Regions from separate parts of the Muntiacus reevesi genome. Here region 2 is linked to region 1. A link is a contact called in public Hi-C data. All regions are on one chromosome and are shown on one strand. Each heading gives the region's core, a stretch centred on a gene start, on an enhancer-like site or on the middle of the called end of the contact. The rest is flanking DNA. Distances are from core to core; before and after follow the strand shown. Region 1 holds the start of INTS4 (integrator complex subunit 4). Region 2 holds the start of RSF1 (remodeling and spacing factor 1).

Region 1 (6,202 bases), core at 2,126-4,625:
AGAACTGACAGGAACAGCCTATAGCTTACACTAAGGGAAAAAGTCTTCTCACAACAGATGACTATTTTCACCCAAATCATTCTACGTTTATCAGAAGAATGGACCGTGTAGGGAAAAAACGCATTGCCATATGCCTAGCTAACTGCAGCTACTTAATAAATGTTTACTAAATGACTGATGTGGAATTACGTGAGATCCAACTCTGCTGCTCTCTTCTAAGGATGTCATAATTCCCAGTTTCATCATCTATAAAATAGGAATGATGACCTACCGCTAGCCTTTCTTAAGCCTCATCTGAACCACAGAACACACAAAATTAGCTGAGTAACTATTTTCTTGATTCTCTCAAGGATAGTGCATAACTAGAACTATTTCAGACACATCTGTTACATATGAGTGTCCAAAAGTTCATGTAAAAGGGAACCTTCACTCCAGGGCTTAAGTAAGGCCCTGGTGGGTAAACATAGAGAGGATCACAACATAAGATCAAAGTCGTAATCAATAACTTTCCTTAACACTTGATGCATCATAATGATACCTTGAAGAATCATCTCTTTATAAAATTACACCTCCACAAAGACTAAAGAGTCGGATTATTCTAGACGGGAACATGGCACAGCATGATAATAAGACTAAGGGCTCTGAAATCAAACAAATTTGAGTTAAATTATCACTTGGTAGCTAGAGGTCTTCTCCTTCTATAAAAAGGAATACAATACTTACATCACAGATATACCTGAGAAGTCTAAACTACAATGGCTTTATTGTACAAACACATCATATCCACCACATTCATATCAATTCTCTCTCTCATCTTCATGGCACAGGAAAAATAACAGAAGCACTAAGATCTCATTTCATTACTCTGTGGTAACCATTCACAAGCAATGAAGAGAAAAAATGAGCTCTTAAAATCCTTACCCATTTCCATCCTATTCCACACAAATTCATTCTTCAGTGTTATCAGCAGTTAGGCCAAAAAACTATAAGATTTTTTCCCCTAAGGAGCACATAAGGAGAAGGAGAAACCAACATCTGCTATCATTCAACCATCAATATTTTAGTGCGCCAGGTCCTATGGTCTATCCAGGGAACACAGATGAACCAAGCGTTACCTCTGCCCTCAAGGAGCCCAAACTGGTAGGGAGAAACAAATACTAGTAACTCCAGTAGCACTGAGTGATAAGTACAAATAGATGAGTGCTACAGAAGGAGGGGAGGAGAGACTAAAGCAAAAATGTAAGTCCACTGGGTGGAGAACAAAAAGAGAGCGAAGAATGACATCCGTTCTACGTAAAAGAGACAACAGATACAAATGTTTGAAAAGGTCCAAACACACGGCGTGCTGGAGGAGGGATGAGTAGTCTTGGTAAGAGGGAACAACAGAATAAAGAAAAGAAGTGACACTGCCCAACAAAGTGAATGTACTTAATGTCACTGAACTCCACACTTAAAAGCAAGCCACGGAAGAGGGAGCTCTGTAAAGCTTTCCTGAATCTTGACTCATTCTAAAAGTTCAAGAAAACGAATTTCACATAAAAAGGAGCAACAAGAGTGACAAGGTAAGTATAAAAGTTATTTTCAGGAAAAAAAACAAGAATAAGAAGCCAACTAACTTCCCTACACACAATGGAAATATGCCACACACAAAACAAAAAAACAAAAAAGGCAGTGAAGGAAAACTGTTAAATCATGAAGGGCAAGGGAGTTTGGCTAGTTTTCACAAAAAGTAGTTGTAAAAGAGTAACAGAGACTTGGTTTGTCGATGTAATTATCTCTCTATACTACACTCTCATACATGGTGCTCCACATCTCCCACTCGCCTGTGAGTTCCAAAAGGACAGGGACCCTTAATGTGTATTGGATTTTATAGCTCAGCACCTTTCACCATACCTAATATTGAAACATAATAACCACTCTAATTCAATAAACTCTTGTTGAAGAATGAAATACTAAATACTAAATGAAATACTTAAGGATCAAGCGTCCTGCTGCATGGTCTAAATCTTGCTAGGCCACAAGTCTATGGATGGAAACCTGCTATTGGCTGGCATTAACCGGGGGCTTTTCAGAAATGCAGATTATTGCCTTGCCTCCCCCAGCCAATTCATTTACTAAGTAGAATCTACATTTTCACAAGAGCCCAGGTGATTTGGATACACAAAGTCAGGGAAGCAGGACACAAGGTATGACTTGGGATCAACCTCTACTTTGGCGATCTCTCTGAGGAAATACATAGAGAATCGCTGACTGTGGACACAGTTTGGGCCCCTCAGTCCTGAAACAACTCCAAAGGAGGAAGGATGGTACTGCCCTCCTTTACAGGTGAGCTATAAAAGGTTGGTGGTGAGCTGTTCCACCAAAGAACATTTCAACCCCTATGATGCCTGTGACCCTTGCCTGCTGTGACTGGGTCTTGAGGATTCCTAAAGACTCCTCTCCAACCCCTTAGAGCGCTGCACACAGCCAACTTGGCTTTGGACGCTTTTTTGGTAATGAGAGTTGGGAGGAAATTTGTCAATACCCTACTAGAAGTCTCAAAGACCTCATTTGTAAAAGAAAAATGCTAATGAACTGTAGCGTTTGGGGAAGCCTCTTGAAACTTCCTTGGACAGCAAGGAGATTAAACCAGTCAAACCTAAAGAAAATCAGTCCTGAATATCCATTGGAAAGACTAATGCAGAAGCTGAAACTCAAATACTTTGGCCACCTGGCGCGAAGAACTGACTCAGTGGAAAAGACCCTGATGTTGGGAAAGACTGAAGGTAGGAGGAGAAGGGGACGACAGAGGATGAGATGCTTGGATGGCATCACCCACTCTATGGACGAGTTTGAGTAAACTCCGGGAGTTGGTGATGGGCAGGGAGGCCTGGCGTGCTACAGTCCATGCGGTCGCAGAGAGTCAGACACGACTGAGCTGCTGAACTGAATGAAACATGAATAAAATGAGATAACAGATAAGATACTTTGGTAAATTGTAAGGTGCTGTTTGCTTCTTCTAATAGTTTTTTTTAGTGTCAGACTGCACATGTTAATACTGACAACAGCAGCGGCCAACGAACACGCCCACTACAGTGTAGTCAGAGAGGCAGCCTACCGAAGCTCTGGTAACACGGGCACTCTACCCAGCTTTGTGGCGCCAGTTCTGGCAAAGTGTCTGGGGCGTGGATAACCTTCCCCTTTCCCAGACCAGTCCTGGGACCTTTCCTTCTAGAGCTTACCTGAACCACCTTAGTGAACTCCTCATAAACCCGCTTCTTCAGATGGGCCGCCATGGTTGTCCTTCTCAGCTTCCGTACCCGACGAGGCTAGCGGGGGCAGAGGATACGGAAAAACTTGCCCAGAAGGGAGGAACCAGCCGCTGTCCCACAAGGCAGTGGGGTTCCGGGAAAGAGAGGCCGCTTCCGGCCGCTCGACTGCCTTGTGGCTGTGCGTCCGGATTTAGCGACCTACGCCTGCTGCGCGGGAGGAACGGAAACCGGAGCCGGAGCGTAGCACAGGGGGCGGGGCTTCTGGCAGAAGGAGGCGGGCCGGAAAGGCTGGAGGAGCCAACGGGAGCTTTCTGTTGGGTTTGAGTGACGGAGAAAATAACAGTGTTTGGAAACGGAGCCGGGGTGGAGGGAGGGGGGTGAGTTCTACAGTGTAAAGGGCAGAGGTGGAGCTATCCAGAGCTAGAGAGAAAACCTGGAGCTGTATGAGGATTCGAGAAGGCAATGGCAACCCACTCCAGTACACTTGCCTGAAAAATCCCATGGCTGGAGGAGCCTGGTAGGCTGCAGTCCATGGGGTCGCACGGAGTCGGACACGACTGAAGCGACTTAGCAGTAGCAGTGTGAGGATTCTGACTCAGAAGATAACATAAAGAGGTCAAACTGACAGCTCCATCATCCATTGCTGTTCTCAGTGTTTGCTATCTGTCCCCTGTGCTCGCCTTTTGATCGAGCTGTTGCTCAAAAACTGAGTTTGCCTTCTGGTTGGTGTCAAGCCTGAAGACCCAACTAACCAAAGTTCCAAAGAAGTAAAGACATATTACTTGCAGCAATTAAGGAGAGCACAAGCAATCTTCCCCCAAAGCAGTGTCTCCAAACAGCAAAATTGGGGACGCTTTAAGCTAAGTGTTAGTCGCTTGGTGGTGTCCAGCTCTTTGAGACACCATGGATTGTAGCCCACCAGGCCACTCCATCCATGTAATCCTCCAGGCAAGAATACTGAAGTGGATTGCTGTCCCCTTCTCCAGGGGATCTTCCTGATCCAGGGATCCAGCTCAGGTCTCCTGCACTGTAGGCAGATTCTGACCTACCTCAGAAGCCTAAGGGTGCATGCATATTCATTCATGAAGGGGCTTGAGCAGAGGAGAATTCAGCATTGGATTGGGGCAGAGGTCTACAGGGCCCAAGCTTTAGTTGATTGAAGTCAGGAGGGTCGACATCGGCATTCCATCTAACACGTGAGTGGGGAACATTAGTTCTTAGAGAACTCAAAGACATATATCAGATTGTTACATATATCTTTTAAGGAAAAAGCTGGGTTTTGACTGCAAGGAACAAGAAAACTTGTTTCTTTTGTTCCTGCATTCCCTCACTTCTCTCAAGATAATTAATTACTGAGACCTGTTCAAGGACAAGCATTGTGGTCAGGCTTAGATCAAACAATGGCTTAAGCCCAAAATGGCTTTTCTTACATCTTTTTCTAGGGACCCCCCCCCCCCCCGCCACCCTATCTGCTTACAAAGTTGTATGCCACCCCTCCAAACCTCTCCTGGTGTAGGGTACTTCTTCCTGCTCTTTCACTCCAGTTGTTGAAAAGCTAACTATCCTTTAAGGAATCAAGCCATCATCTGATAGCTAGGGGAGAGTGGAAAGAATTCTGAGGCCAAGGATCAAGCAACAAAGCTTCAGATCACACAACTCAGATGAGATTTGAACTCAGCCAAAACTCTGATGGGGACGTGAACCCATGAGGTGGGACTTGAACCCACTGTCTTTCAGTTAAAATTGCTCACCTTGTATCAGAACTTACTGAAGCTCAGGTTCTTTATGTCTCAGCATAGAAAGATTTCAGCAAGAAGCAAAGTGATAGGTAAGCAGTGGATTTATTTAGAGAAATACACATCCCATAAACAGAATGTGGTCTTTCTCAAAAGGCAAGAGCAACCCTGGGAGGAACAGCCTCCACAGACAGAGTGGGTGTCAACTCATAAGATGAGAATCCCTGAAATATGAGGTGATTAGTTTTTATGGCCTAAGTAATCTCATAGACTAATGAGTGGGAGGATTACTCCAACTATTTGGGGGCAGGGATGGAATTTCCAGGAACTGGGCCACCACCCACTTTCTGGCCTTTTATGGTTGGGCTCAGAACTGTCATGGTGCTAGTAGGGGTGTCATTTAGCATATGCTAATGTACTACAATGAACATATAATGAGGCTCCAGGTCTACTGGAAGGTGAATCTTCTGCCATCTTGGACCTACTTGGTTCTAACCAGTTTATGTTTTATCCTCAATAGTTATGTCATTATTTTTATTTGTTTGTTTGGTTTTTGGCTGTAACATGTGACTTGCAGCATCCCATTACTCTGACCAGGGATTGAACCCAGGCCACAGCAGTGAAAGTTTGGAATCCTAACCTCTGGGCCACCAGGAAACTCCTAGCTATTGTCATTCTTTTTTTTTTTTTTTTTTTTTTTTATTGTCATTCTTTTAAAGGTTGTGCTCTTCCCCCTTCCCTTCTGTTTCACTACAGCGGGCACTTAATGAACAAGTAGCCTCAACTACAATTGCAGTAACACCTAACCCAACAAAGAGGTAGTGACAGTGGAATGAAATAATGCAGAAATATTTTGCACTATAAAGTGTAGGTCACATGAGGGTGTTAATAAATCCAAGGTCAAGGTTTACATCCTGCATTATGCTTTAGCTATGCCAACTAAAAAGATGCACACCTGACAGCTGTGAGCTAAGTTTTATTTGGGGCAAAATGAGGACTACAACCCAAGAGAAAAAGGTATGTTTGTTCAGTTGTGTCCGACACTTTGTGACCGCATGGACTGTAGCCAGCCAGGCTCCTCTGTCCATGGAATTTTCCAGGCAAGAATGCTGGAATGGGTTCCATTTCCTTCTCCAGGGAATCTTCCCGATCCAGGGATCAAACCCACATCTCTTGCATCTCCTGCATTGGCAGGCAGATTCTTTACCAGCTGAG
Region 2 (6,620 bases), core at 1,236-3,735, 130 kb before region 1:
TCTTGGCGTGCATTATTTCTCATTTTTAACTTAGCTAGTCACCCACTATTCAATACTAGCTAGAAAGTAACATGAAGTATTAGACTGACCCTGATATTTTTTTTCTTGTTTCTAACAAAAGCCAAATGCAGAGGCCAAAACACTTATAAGGAATGGAGAGTCAAGCAATCTTATATACCACCCAAAATACAGTGCCATGACATAAAATTTATGCCTGCATTTCAACTTGGCTGAAATATCATATATTCCAAAAACAAGTTACCAGCAATCCCTTTCCTCAAATTCCCACATTTTTCTTATAGGTACATTACCATCATTTCCCAAGATATCCTAAAAGTAACTTACAAGGCATACGTCCTTCAAAATGACTATTTCCATAAAAAATGTAAATACAATTTGATAACCATCAAATCGTAACTACTATATTGGGGAGTTTAACTTTTTAAGAAATTCTGCAAGAAGTCTTTATATAATGTAACCTTTTGCTGGCCGGAGCTTTTTAATGGTGGAGGAGATTTGGGCAGGTAAGGAGAGATATTTGCCTGTACCATAATTGTTGTATTCATGTGAGTCTTTGGTAGCCACAACATAATTTACTCTCTAGGTAATATTTTGGACAACTTCACACTTGGGCTCTCCCTAGCAATGTAAATGTATTCTATTAACAGAAACTCCATTCCCATGGAGAATTGAAAACACCCGGATTTCTTGAAAAGGAAATAGCTATCTGTTTTGCACAATACCCAGTCCACACTGTGGCCACCTAATACGCATAAAAAAGGGGAAAAAAGGACCTATTTGGACAACGTTTCTTCTTCAGCCACGGGCTGTTCCCAGATAAAGGCTATGCTCAGAGTACAACAACAACAAAAAACCCTTCTCTGAAAAAGAGAGGAAAGATCGGGAATAAACAGGGAGTGAGTGTACGCGCTCAGTGAGGGCTGAAGGCAGCAGGCGCGGCGCGGAGATGCTCCAGCGAAAAGAACCAGCAGCAGCAAGCAGCAGCAGGAAGTTTCAATGGGCCGGGCGGAGCATGCGCCCTGCACCCGCGCGGTGGCCTTATGTGGAAGGAGCACCACTTGCGAACACCAATAATAGACCGGCGGCACCAGAGAGAGAAACATGAGCAACAAGCACCTTCTTCAACTGTTTCCCCCTCCGTCTGAGCCCCTCCTCCATCCTACATGCTAAACACCCCACCCTACCCTTCAAATGGGAGGGCGACTTCTTCCCCTAAGCCTTACTGCCAGAATGAAGGGGGAAGGGACTGGAAAAGTGGAAAGATGCTTTTCTATTATTTGGGGGGGGGGGGGGGGGAGGGGGGAGGCAGGAGGAGGAAAACTATGGGGGATGAGAAATTAACCCTCTGCCCACCAAAGCGGAGAAGCAAAAGCGACTTCACCACCCCCGCAAAGTGAGAATGTTAGAGGACCCCCTTCCCCTGAAGGAGCAGCAAACCTCCCGACTCATAGGAAGGAGTTTTGGGGGTTAAAGCGGCCCTGGAGGGGAAGGGAAAGGAGACCTGAGCCGACTCTCTCTCGGGGGAGTTCCCACTAGAGGGAGGGAGAGATGAAGTGTCCTCTGGCCCCCGCCCACCCAGGTGGAGGGAGAGAAAGGGGCGCCCAGAGAAGACGAGCCCAGCCTCCCCCGAGATAGTAGGGAGGATGGTGGGAGGAGGGGAGGGAGCGAGGGAGGGGTAGAGGAGAAAAGCGCAAAGCTGGCCGGAACCTGCGCTCCCCTTCCTCCGCCACCGAGAGGGAGAAGGGGTGAGGGACCCGGCCCACACCGCGGGGTAGCAGCCCCGGGTGCGGCCGACCAGCACAATGATCCCCCCCACCCCCCGCGCCCAGCCCAGACCCAGACCACGACGCCCCCACCTCTGCTGGGCGACGGGCGGAGTTGGCCCTACGGGGCCTCCGCCCCGCCTCCTCACTGCCCGAGACCCCCGGGGGCTGGGCGGAGGAGACGGGCCGCGCGGAACTGCGCCTCAGCGGGAGGACAGAGCCGCGGAGGCCCGGGGTGTCTGTGGGGAGCAGAGAGAAGGAGCAAGCCAGGGCCGCTTCCCGCCGGGCGTTCGGGCCCCCTCGCTTACCTTCTCCGTTGCCGACGTCCGGCGGCGGAGCTTGCAGCACCCGCTCGAGCTCCGGGAACGGCAACTCAGGCAGGTCAAGCAGCGGCCCGTAGCGCTCCAAGAAAGAGCAGACTACGGCGAAGTTGGGACACGAACCCGGGCAGCCCGGAGGAGCCATCGCCGCCGCCGCTGCCGCCGCCGCCGCCATTTTGAACTGGAGGATGGAGGAGGAGGAGGCGATGGGGGGGTGAGGGGAGTTGGGGTGCCGAGGAACAGCAGGGCAACCTTACAGACGACAGGAGGCGCTAGCAAGTGGGCGCCCCTGCGGATCCGGGCGTCTCAGGCACGGCGCCGCGATCCCACAATACAACGGCGGTCCAGAGCAGTCGAGAACCCAGTCAGACGGAGGAAAGAGAGGCGCTCCGTGCCTTTCACTTTCCTCCCTCTTCCCGCTCCTCCCACTTCGGGCTTGCCACTGCCTCGTGTGACAGGGGGAATGAAAACAAGGGCTGCGGGGCAGGGAGGCGGGGCTGGAAGCTCGGGAGGCGGGACTTTGGGGGGCAATGACCAATAGACTTGAAGGGGCGGAGCTTCGCTTGAAGACTGGCCGAAACATTCTTTTCCGGGCGGGGCGAGTCGGGGGGGGAGAGCGTCTAGCGGAGACCGCCTGAGCAAAGGTGAAAGGTAAAGCGCTGAGCGGTTTGAGATCGCCGCTCCTCGGAGGGTGTCGGGTAAGTTTGGGGGGCCACTCGTGGGACTGCAACTGGCCACCAGATGGTCGGGAAGCTGAGGAGAGCGAATAAAGAGGAGAAAAAGAGCAGAATAGAAAAAAAAAACACACACAAAAACGATTCTGAGGAAAAATTGGAGAGGGGAAAAGTAGAGACGTGCCCTGAGTTGGGAATTGGGATGGAAGCTTTGTAATGAAGGAGTCTCTGTGAAGTTTGCTGAGGTACAAGTACTGCACCTGCTTGAAAGCAGTGTCTGAGAACTGGGGGACAAGGGCCTGATGGAACGAGATTCTGCCGGGATCTCCAGTCTGAGGAGTTGGGGCCGTGGTAGGAAATCCGGGGTTTGAAGGGACCAGGCTCTTCTCAGGGAGCAACGTTTGAGAGGATTGGGCCCTCCTGAGTTTGCCAGGGTGAAGGGCGAGGGGCCCTGTTAAGGACTGAGATCTTAGGGAGCAATATCTGTAGCGGAACCAAGATCGAGGGTGGACTAGGACTGCACTGCACCTGGTAGGAAATTTGTTGCAAGGGCAAAAAGTTTGTTAGAAGACAGAGTTCTGCTTCGTTGGGAGAAGGAGTGAGCTTCTTTGTGGGAGAGGTTCCCACAAAGAAGCTCAGAAAAACCATAAGTAATGCAAAGCAGAATGCAGCTTGGGATATAATGTGCATTATGGTTGAGAGTCTGGACTTGGAGTACAGCAAGACTTGTCCTAACAGAACCACTTCACGACATGGGGGAAGATTTTTTCATTTCTTTGAACCTCTGAAGTTGGGGGGGGGGGGCGGTGACGGTAGTACCTACATCATAAGATTTTACTGTATAATTCACAATAAATTGATTAGCACAATGCCCTGGCACATTGTGAGTGAAAGTCGCTCAGTCGTGTCTGACTCTTTGCGACCCCATGAACTGTCCAGGGAATTCTCCAGGCCAGAATACTGGAGTGGGTAGCCATTTCCTTCTCCAGTGGATCTTCCAACCTAGGCATCCAACCGGGGTCTCCTGCATTGCAGACAGGTTCTTTACCAGGGAAGCCCCTGTCACATTGTAAATACTTAAAAAATATTGCTTGCTACTATTGAAGAAAATTCCTAAAATTTAGATTGAATTCAGTTGTTTGTAATTGATAGTTTACTACTTTGAGCCAAAAATTGCAGTGTGCATTTAAAATTTATATATTATCTACTTAATAAAAGAATTTCAAAGTATAATATAAATCATAGGACAATTTATAATTAAAAGGAAAATAAAGAAATATATGGCATCATCAACTCAATGGACATGAATTTGAGCACATTCCGGGAGATAGTGAAGGACAGGGAGGCCTGGTGTGCTGTAGTCCTTGGGGTCACAAAGAGTCAGACATGACTGAGCAACTGAACAACAAAAAAAGAAATATATAGGCAAATAATTATATTGGGAACAGAGAAAATGATTACCACATTAAAAATTAAATTTTCCACATTTCTAGGTAAAAAAGGGAAAAACCATAACGTTCTATGTCAGACTACTAACTAAGGAAAGAATTCTCATTTATCAAGACAAAGAAAAATTTTATATTATAAGAGGAATTTATTAACTAGAATACTGATTCTTAATCCTGAATAATATACCAACCCTTTTTAAAGGAAAAAAATGTTCTTTTAAAATTTACAAATACTCTTGAGAATTCCAGTTTAAGAAGTACTGATTAAATAAAGTCTACACAACAATGTGATTGTCCTTCATGCCATTGAACTATGTGCTTAAAAATGGCTAAAATGTTAAGTTTTATATTATATCTATTTTGCCACAATAAAAAAGTTTTTTAAAAAAGAAAAGTCTCACTTTAGGAATATTTCTATGGTGATGAATTATCCTAGCAAAAGAGAAGTTTTAATTTAATGTGTGGTAAAATGTTATAAGCAACACCAAAATGAAACAGTACTAAACTAAAACATACATTGTATAACACAGGGAATATAGCCAGTATTTTATAGTGAATTTAAATGTAGTATAACTTAAAAATTGTGAATCACTGTGTTGTGCACCTGAAACATATAAAACTATACATCAATGATACCTCAATTTAAAAAAAAAAAACTAAAATATATTGATAGAACTCTCAAACTCCCAACTCAAACTCTCAAACTCTACCTGGGCTCCTGAACTCATCAGTTTTGCAAAGATACAAAAATCTTCATAAGATCATAACTTAATTGACCTTAAATGAAAGGCAGGTACACAATATTAAATAAAATTGAATCTTTATGAGTGAATTTTGATGGGGAGAAAAACCTTCAAACCAAAAGAAAGACTTATATCATTTAATAACACTACCCCTGCCTCTTTCCTATTTCTTCACTTTCAGCTTTTCCAGCACCTTACCTGCTCTCTTGGGATTGTAAAAATAGCTTTCAAAAAACAGCTTTATATAATTTTTTCTCTTCTCAATGCTGACACTGTTACTCAAGGGGGGCCTGATAAATAAGGTTAGAGTTTCTGCCTTTTCTAATCAAGATTGGCATTAGAACAAAGTCCTTGGGCATCAAAAGTTATATCCACCCAAAAGATAAGAGATGTTTCATTACAAAGCAAGGTTTAGGTCAGATGTTCACTAAGTCTATTCTTAGAAAAAAATAAATAATAAGCACCCATAATACCACATCTCTTCTTTCCTTGGGCCAAAAGAATTTGTGGGTTATGGGGAAGGAAAAAAAAAAAAAACACTTAAGTTTTCATTCAGAATTAATAACCAGTTTATTCAAAATACCAAAAAGAAACAACAAATGCTCATCAGAAGAATGGGTAAGTAAATTGTGATATAATCTTTCAACAGACTACTGCTCAGACTGATACACACTGATACATATTACAACATTCATGAATCCCAGAAGCATTCTGGGTGAAAGAATAAAGACACAAAAGAGTAGGTACTTAATTTCAACAACATGAAGGTCTAACCAATACGTGGGAACAGAAATTAAAAGCTACTTTTGATCTTAGAAGGGGATTGATTAGAAGGTTGCACAAGGGAAATTTCGAGGTACATTCGGTATCATGTTTGGCAAGTTTATACATTTGTGAAAGTCTTTGAACTCAATAATATCTGCACTTAATTGAATATAATTATGCTTTAATTTTAAAATTTAATGACTTAGCCTTCAATTTTCTCAAATTACATTGATAAGAATCTGCCTTGTAACAGAATAATTTACACATATTTCCATCTCACCAACATACTATCTTTGCATTTGTTGCACAATTTTTTTTAACAGATATTATAAGCCTGTCAAATGTATATTGAGGTGAATTGGATTCGATCATAGAGCCAGTTTGGGAATTCCTAGTTGGTGATGAACAAATTTACTTGGTGAAAGTCGCTTAGTCATGTCTGACTCTTTGCAACCTCATGGACTATACAGTCCATGGAATTCTCTAGGCCAGAATACTGGAGTGGGTAGCCTTTCCCTTATCCAGGGGATCTTTACTTAGGTTTGTTAAAACTCACTTTTAAAACAATACTTTTAAAAGTATGTGTTATATGTAATGAAAAAGCCAGTATCAACAGATGTAAGAATCTCATGTTCTTCAAAATAGTTTCTTAGGAAAATATATGAAAATAAGAAGTAATATAAACAAGATTTAATCCAGCCATTTTCTGTTTCTTTCTCTTAATGATAACTGAATTCTCTGTTGCATAGAATTCTATTCATTGAAGAATCACTTTTGGAAGTGTCTTACCATCTTTTTTCTTAAGAGTTAGCATCTGTCTATTCTTACTTCTTAAAAGCATGGATGAAATTGATGAATTATTTCTCAGGTGAAATGATTATTTTTA

Evidence for each region. A called contact is a pair of places that touch in the nucleus more often than the background predicts.
Region 2: a contact with region 1 is called in a Hi-C map of muscle, with 4 times the contacts expected there. The contact joins the promoter of RSF1 here to the promoter of INTS4 in region 1. A contact is called at or near these places in 2 of 3 Hi-C or Micro-C datasets (blood and muscle).

The regions. Positions count from the first base shown.
Region 1 is chr5:17,574,939-17,581,140 of mMunRee1.1, reverse strand. INTS4 (integrator complex subunit 4) reads right to left here and starts at 3,375. Exons shown (of 23, transcript XM_065937194.1): 1 at 3,222-3,375. The coding sequence starts at 3,275.
Region 2 is chr5:17,704,866-17,711,485 of mMunRee1.1, reverse strand. RSF1 (remodeling and spacing factor 1) reads right to left here and starts at 2,485. Exons shown (of 16, transcript XM_065937197.1): 1 at 2,093-2,485. The coding sequence starts at 2,279. AAMDC (adipogenesis associated Mth938 domain containing) reads left to right here and starts at 2,666. Exons shown (of 4, transcript XM_065937195.1): 1 at 2,666-2,802.